2 separate regions of the Pan troglodytes genome follow, and region 1 is linked to region 2. The links are chromatin contacts, called in public Hi-C maps. All regions are on one chromosome and are shown on one strand. The core of a region is the stretch at or near the end of the contact, and the rest is flanking DNA. Distances in the headings are between cores, read along the strand shown.

Region 1 (2,700 bases), core at 146-2,645, 200 kb after region 2:
CATTGGCTTCGGACTTGTAAGTCCACTTCAGTCTCAACTCCTGGGGAGCAGGTAGCCGTGTGCAGCTCCGGGGAAGGGATGCCGGCTGAAGGCGCAAGCTTCCCTCCCACTCCCCCCGCAAGTCGGCGCGGGGACCACCCACCCCCCTGGAAGGATTCCTAGCCTAGCCCCAGCACCCTCCCCTCAGTCAGGACCCGCGACAGCTCTGGCCCCCTAAGTCTCTCTCGACTACTCCTGGGCTGGGGGAGGGCTGCGAGGGATCCCCGGGTCGCCGTCTTTGCTCCCATCACGCAGCTCTGGGTCTCCTCCAGGCCTTCTCTCCTCTACTTCGTGACTTCCCCGGGTCCCTTTTTCCCTGTTGGTGCCGGCTGACCTTCTGGGTTGTGGGATGGGGGAGAAAACTCCCCAAGAGTAACTCCAAATCGTCCCTTCTACCGGAGGGGAGGAAAGAAGGAGACTGGCCTCGTCCCACAACTTTGGGGTGGGGGATCCCCCAGTCAACTCTCTCCCGCGGACGGGCAGCTCCTGCACCAAGCCCCATTCCCGGCGCTTGCCTACCTCGGGGTCCACACAAACCTCAAGGGTCCCCGGCGGCGGAGTCACATCGTGGTTCCCATTCTGGCTCCAGCGCCCAGCCCCGGTCCCCGTCGCCGTGCTCCTCCCCGCCGGCCCCACAGCAGCCGTGGCAGCTGCATTCAAGTGTCTCATTAAAGCCCCCCGAGCAGGAGGTGGAGGGGCGCACCGGGCTGGCTCCTCTGTCCGGCCCGGGAGCCCGAGGCGCTACGGGGTGCGCGGGACAGCGAGCGGGCGGGTGCGCCCGGGCGCGGCGGCGGCAGCGGCGGGGACCCGGAGCTCCAGGCTGCGCCTTGCGCCCGGGTCAGACATTATTTAGCTCTTCGGTTGAGCTTCGATTGGTCAAACGGCGCCGCCCCCCCGCCCCCCGCTCGCCCGCGCTACCGGTACCCGTTCGGGGCGGCCGCTTAAAGGGAACGCCGCGTCTTTTCCTCGCGCGGGGAACCGAGGGGCGCCCGGGACTCCCCGCTCCCCCGGGGCCTGTCCTCACCTCCTCCCCTAGGGCCCCGCGACATCGCCCTGCGAGTCCTGCGCCCTCCTGGGGCGCCTTGGACAGGACGCCCGCGGCTTCGAGGGGTGTTCCAGCCCCAGCCTCAGCCCCGGGGAACCCCGCGTCCCGCGCCCTCTGCAGAAACCCCGGCTGTGGGCGCTGGGGCGGGAGGGAGCGAGTGAGAATCGCATGCCCCGAGGTCTCGCTCCCCTAGCTTTCAACTCTCCCCTTCCTCCCCATCCCAGCACCCAAGTTCTCTGGGAGAGGGCGTGCGTTTCCCGGGCCACAGACACACCTTCCCGCACCTTCCTGCACTACGGAGCTTGCGAACGCGAGCACACAATGAAATCGCACAGAGCATGGGGGCTATTGGTTTACTCTGCTGCCTTAAACACGCCGGCTTAAACAGAGTTCGCGCACTGACCTCTCTAGAGTTTGCCTAATAGGAATTCAATCAAGATAATAACAGCATTTTTTATTGATGAACGCCCCCAGATAACGTTACACCAAGTTACTTGTTCCAGCCAGGAAGCCCAGGCAATGACAGACCTCGCTAAAGCCACACGCTTTCTAGCCGACCAAACAGAAAAACGGAAAGAGAAAGAAAGAAAACAAACCCACCTTTTCAGTCACTACTTGTCAAAGTAACCATCAAGGCAGCTGCTCCGGGAAAGACTTCGGCCCCAAAACTCCCACACTCTATTATTTTTTCACGTTCCCTTCGCTTAATTAAAGGGGGGAGGGGGCGCGAGTCTTTGGTGCCCGGTATGTACTCCTTCTGTTCTGCAGCAAAGAAGTTAAATTATTGATAGTGGAAATTGCATGGCGGAGGTAATACTCGCACCCCATCAGCGAGAAGCTCCATTTGATCTCGGCAGAGGCAGGGAGATTTCATGCTAGTTCGCCGGGGGGAGCGGCAGCGAGAGCAGCCCTCTCCGCGGTGAATGGGAAAGTGGGTGGGAGTCCACGAGAGGGCTCCACGGTGCCTTGACGTGCGCTGTCATATGATACCTCCGCTGCCTCGAAATAGACACTCTAGTGCACGAATTACCAGAATCAAAATTCAGCGCATTTAAAATGATACATCTTTTATTAGAAGAGTTCCGTTCCAGGGCATTGCATGCTTTTGCAGATGTTTTCACTTCCAGCCCCAGCAAACACACGTATAAGCTAACCCTTTTAATAACGAACCAGGGCAGCCAAGATAAATAAAAAGTCTTCTGCTTTAACCAGAGTGGGGGTAGGTGATTCGAGGGTGGGGGCAGAACTGGCTCAGTTAATCCTCCCCCGCCCTCCACCCCCACCACTTCCCGCAGCAAAAGAGCAAATAGCCTTTCGGGTTCTCATTTGCCTGTAGCCAAGACCCTTGAAGAGAACTTATATGGCTAAGGTCCAGAGGACATTTTCAATTATCCATTTGATGAACTCTGTCAACCGTCTACCTGTGTTTCTGCTTTAAAGCTGAATTTTCTTCTCATTAGTTCAACCAATTTGTGCAGACCTTAAAATTTAGAATAAAGAATAAGACAGCAGTACCGTACTTAACTTGGAGTCCCTGGACCTCCTCGGAGCATAAAAATCACCTGGGTGAGTGTTAAAATGAAGGTCCCTCCTCCTGAAATTGTGATTTAGTAGGG
Region 2 (2,700 bases), core at 151-2,650:
ACTTACTCCTGTTAACACCAAACAGATCTGCTCCCATCTATAAAACACAGTGCCACTGTGCTCAAGAGGAAGATGTCAGAGACTTAGGCCTAACTCGGCAAGTCTTCCCAGAGTAGCTAGTCCTCTAAAATGATGCTTTAATAGGCTTAACGGAAAGAATCTCATTTACAGTGAGGCTTCCAAATGGTGAACACGGTAAAGAGCAAATCAGCAACATTAAGTGCACATTTGTTTGTGGGAAGGCATTAGGAAAGAGGTTTTTCTAAGTACAGTAATTCTAAAAATGTGTTTTCTTAGGGAACAATAGTAATATTTAGACTAATTGCAAATGTTAATATGTGCAATATAATTTCAGTCTCTATCCTACATATACATTTTTTTTTTTACCACCAGTACTCAAAATGTTTATTTGTACTTCTCAATTCCTATCAATGATTTCTAATGCTGGTGTATGAAAAGCATGCTTGAAATTGTTTGAAATAAAGGACTTAGGGACAGAGTGGAATGCTGGAAATCTGTAAAAGGACTGGAAACGCTGGAATGCTGGAAATCATGGTAGGCGCATAGCCAGTTATTTTCGTAGGCTTCTCTAATTACTCAGCAGAGGTGGTTTTATTTTCCTTGACAGTCTGCTCTAGGAAGCAATCAGCCAACCAGTTTGCAATTGTAGGGTTTGTAAGAAATGAAAAACACTGCACCTGCAAGTGTTTTAGCATCTACCACTATTCGGCTTACTTACGTAACCTCCTTCCCAAGACCAAGTCAGTAGGATTGTTTTTAAAGCAACCTCTCCATTTCTAGGAGGGGCACAAAAGCTAGCAAATACCCCAACCCGAATACAAGCGAGGTTGTGGAGAAAGTAATGAAGGAGTTTGTGTGCAAACAACGGGGAAAGGAGGTTCTGTTGAATTGTACCGTGTGTCCGTTCTCGTGCTGTACAGGCAATGAGTGTAGTCTGTGCGAACCGGGTGTGTGACGTTTGCTTTTCGGGTGTACGGGTCTCCGAATGCTGCTTCTGCTGTGCTCACCAAGGGAGCGCGTGTGCGGCGTGTGTCTGCGAAGCGGGCAGGTTGTGTTTAGTTGTGCTGTGCCTTGGAACAGTCCGTGTGAACAGAGGAGGGCTTACGGTTAACAGACAAAATACCGTAAGCGCCCTTCCTAGAGCCAGGCACAGAGACAACGGCGGCCTCTGGCGCCGGCACAAGGGACAGCCTGGCTCCGGATCTCAGAGCCTGGGTCACTCCTCCTCCCCTCCAGAGACACAGCACTCCCCCAACCCTTCCGCCCACCTCCGCCGAGCCTCGGCTGCACTCACCTCTCTCCAGCCGCACGGGTTCCCCTAGCGCCGCCATCTTCTCCCGTAACCTACAGACCCACAGGAAATGACGACAGAAGGGCTGAGGTGGAGGGGCGGGGCCTAGGGGAAGCCGGAAAAGTGAGTACCGGCTAGTATCGCGAGATCAGGAAGGTGGCCGAGTGTTTCGCCGCGGCCATCAGGGTAAGGGTACCTGGACTTACGGCTTTTTAGGTCGGCCTGGCTCCGCTCCTTCCGCGGTGACGAGGTCCCCCGGCCTCCTAGGGTTGGGAAGAGCTGCTTTCCTGACTCTCGTTCCCTGCCTCAGGCTTCCCTTATCCCGATCGCTTCGAACCCTTGGCTCCGCGTAGAGGGGTCAAGCCTGGATTCTAGTCCCACCTTGCCCATTAGCAGCTCTGTGACCTGGGACTGTTCACTTACCCTCTCCCAGCCTCAGTTTCCGCATCTGTACAACGAGAGGTCCTATCTCTTAGGTCCTTACAATTTTTAAACTCTGGGATTCGGTGGCAATTAAATGTGTAATGGCATGTTGTCAGTTCTCAATTTGTGACAGCATTGCTTTAAATTTAAAAATCCACGGCTTGAATCTTCCCTCCAAATCTGTTAAGGGGTGGAAAGTACAAACAGCATGAAACATATCTGGGTGAGGGAGAGAACAAGGTGCTTTGGTGCTCCACAAAGTAACAATTTTATAAGCAGCTGATTCTTATAAAATCTTAAGTAAATGAAATATTGTGAAGCAAATAATATTCTTAATGCATTACAGATTTTTGAGCCACTTCTGAAATTTTCGCGAACCAAGAAGAATTTTAGTATTTGGATTTGAATAACATTTATCCAAGCCCTTAGTCTGTACTGATACTGTGGTAGGTGTGTTTACATCCAGCATTTCAACACTTCATGATGGGACTGTTTTAATAACCTGTTTGCCCCTGGTCCACCCTTTCCATTCACCTTTAGTATTTTCTTCTCCAAATCCATCATGGATGCCACCACTATGCTCCTTTTTCTCCCCTTGAATTGTGATTTCATCATCACAAGTTCTGTTCAGAAACTTTCAATGGTTTCTCTCCTGTTTCCTATTTCTAAAGCCTTGCATACTCTGACCCTAACTCATCCAACTAACTTCATTTCTCATTACCTCTAAGTGCAACCACCACTTCAGTCCAGATAGTATAGTTTCAACCATATTTATTCCTGATTCCAAGTCTTTTTGTTTGTTTTAGAGACAGAGTTTCTCTCTGTTGTCCAGACTGGAGTGCAGTGGTGCAATCACAGCTCAAGAGAGCCTCCTGTCTCAGCCTTGCCAGTAGCGAGGACTACAGGCAAGCACCACCATGCCTGGCAAATTTTTAAATTTTTAGTAGAGATGGGGGTCTTGCTAT

What was found. Hi-C and Micro-C count contacts between places; a contact is called where the count stands out from the background.
Region 1: a Hi-C map of induced pluripotent stem cells shows a contact between it and region 2, with 1.9 times the contacts expected there. The contact joins the enhancer-like site here to the promoter of LIN7C in region 2. A contact is called at or near these places in 2 of 7 Hi-C or Micro-C datasets (induced pluripotent stem cells and stem cell-derived neural progenitor cells) and 1 of 1 datasets of contacts at active chromatin or transcription factors (stem cell-derived excitatory neurons).

Annotation. Positions count from the first base shown.
Region 1 is chr9:31,704,561-31,707,260 of NHGRI_mPanTro3-v2.0_pri, forward strand. No RefSeq gene overlaps it. Among named protein-coding and RNA genes, the nearest start is that of BDNF, 45 kb to the left of the region's middle. Within about 2 kb of position 1,396, at least 5 of the 24 cell types and tissues checked have an H3K27ac peak or open chromatin away from gene starts, as enhancers often do. A contact at or near this core is called in induced pluripotent stem cells and stem cell-derived neural progenitor cells, where this site is marked.
Region 2 is chr9:31,508,842-31,511,541 of NHGRI_mPanTro3-v2.0_pri, forward strand. LIN7C (lin-7 homolog C, crumbs cell polarity complex component) reads right to left here and starts at 1,401. Exons shown (of 5, transcript XM_054661271.2): 1 at 1,316-1,401. The coding sequence starts at 1,352. It overlaps LOC104008451 (a long non-coding RNA gene), which reads left to right and starts at 1,421. Exons shown (of 7, transcript XR_008537824.2): 1 at 1,421-1,498.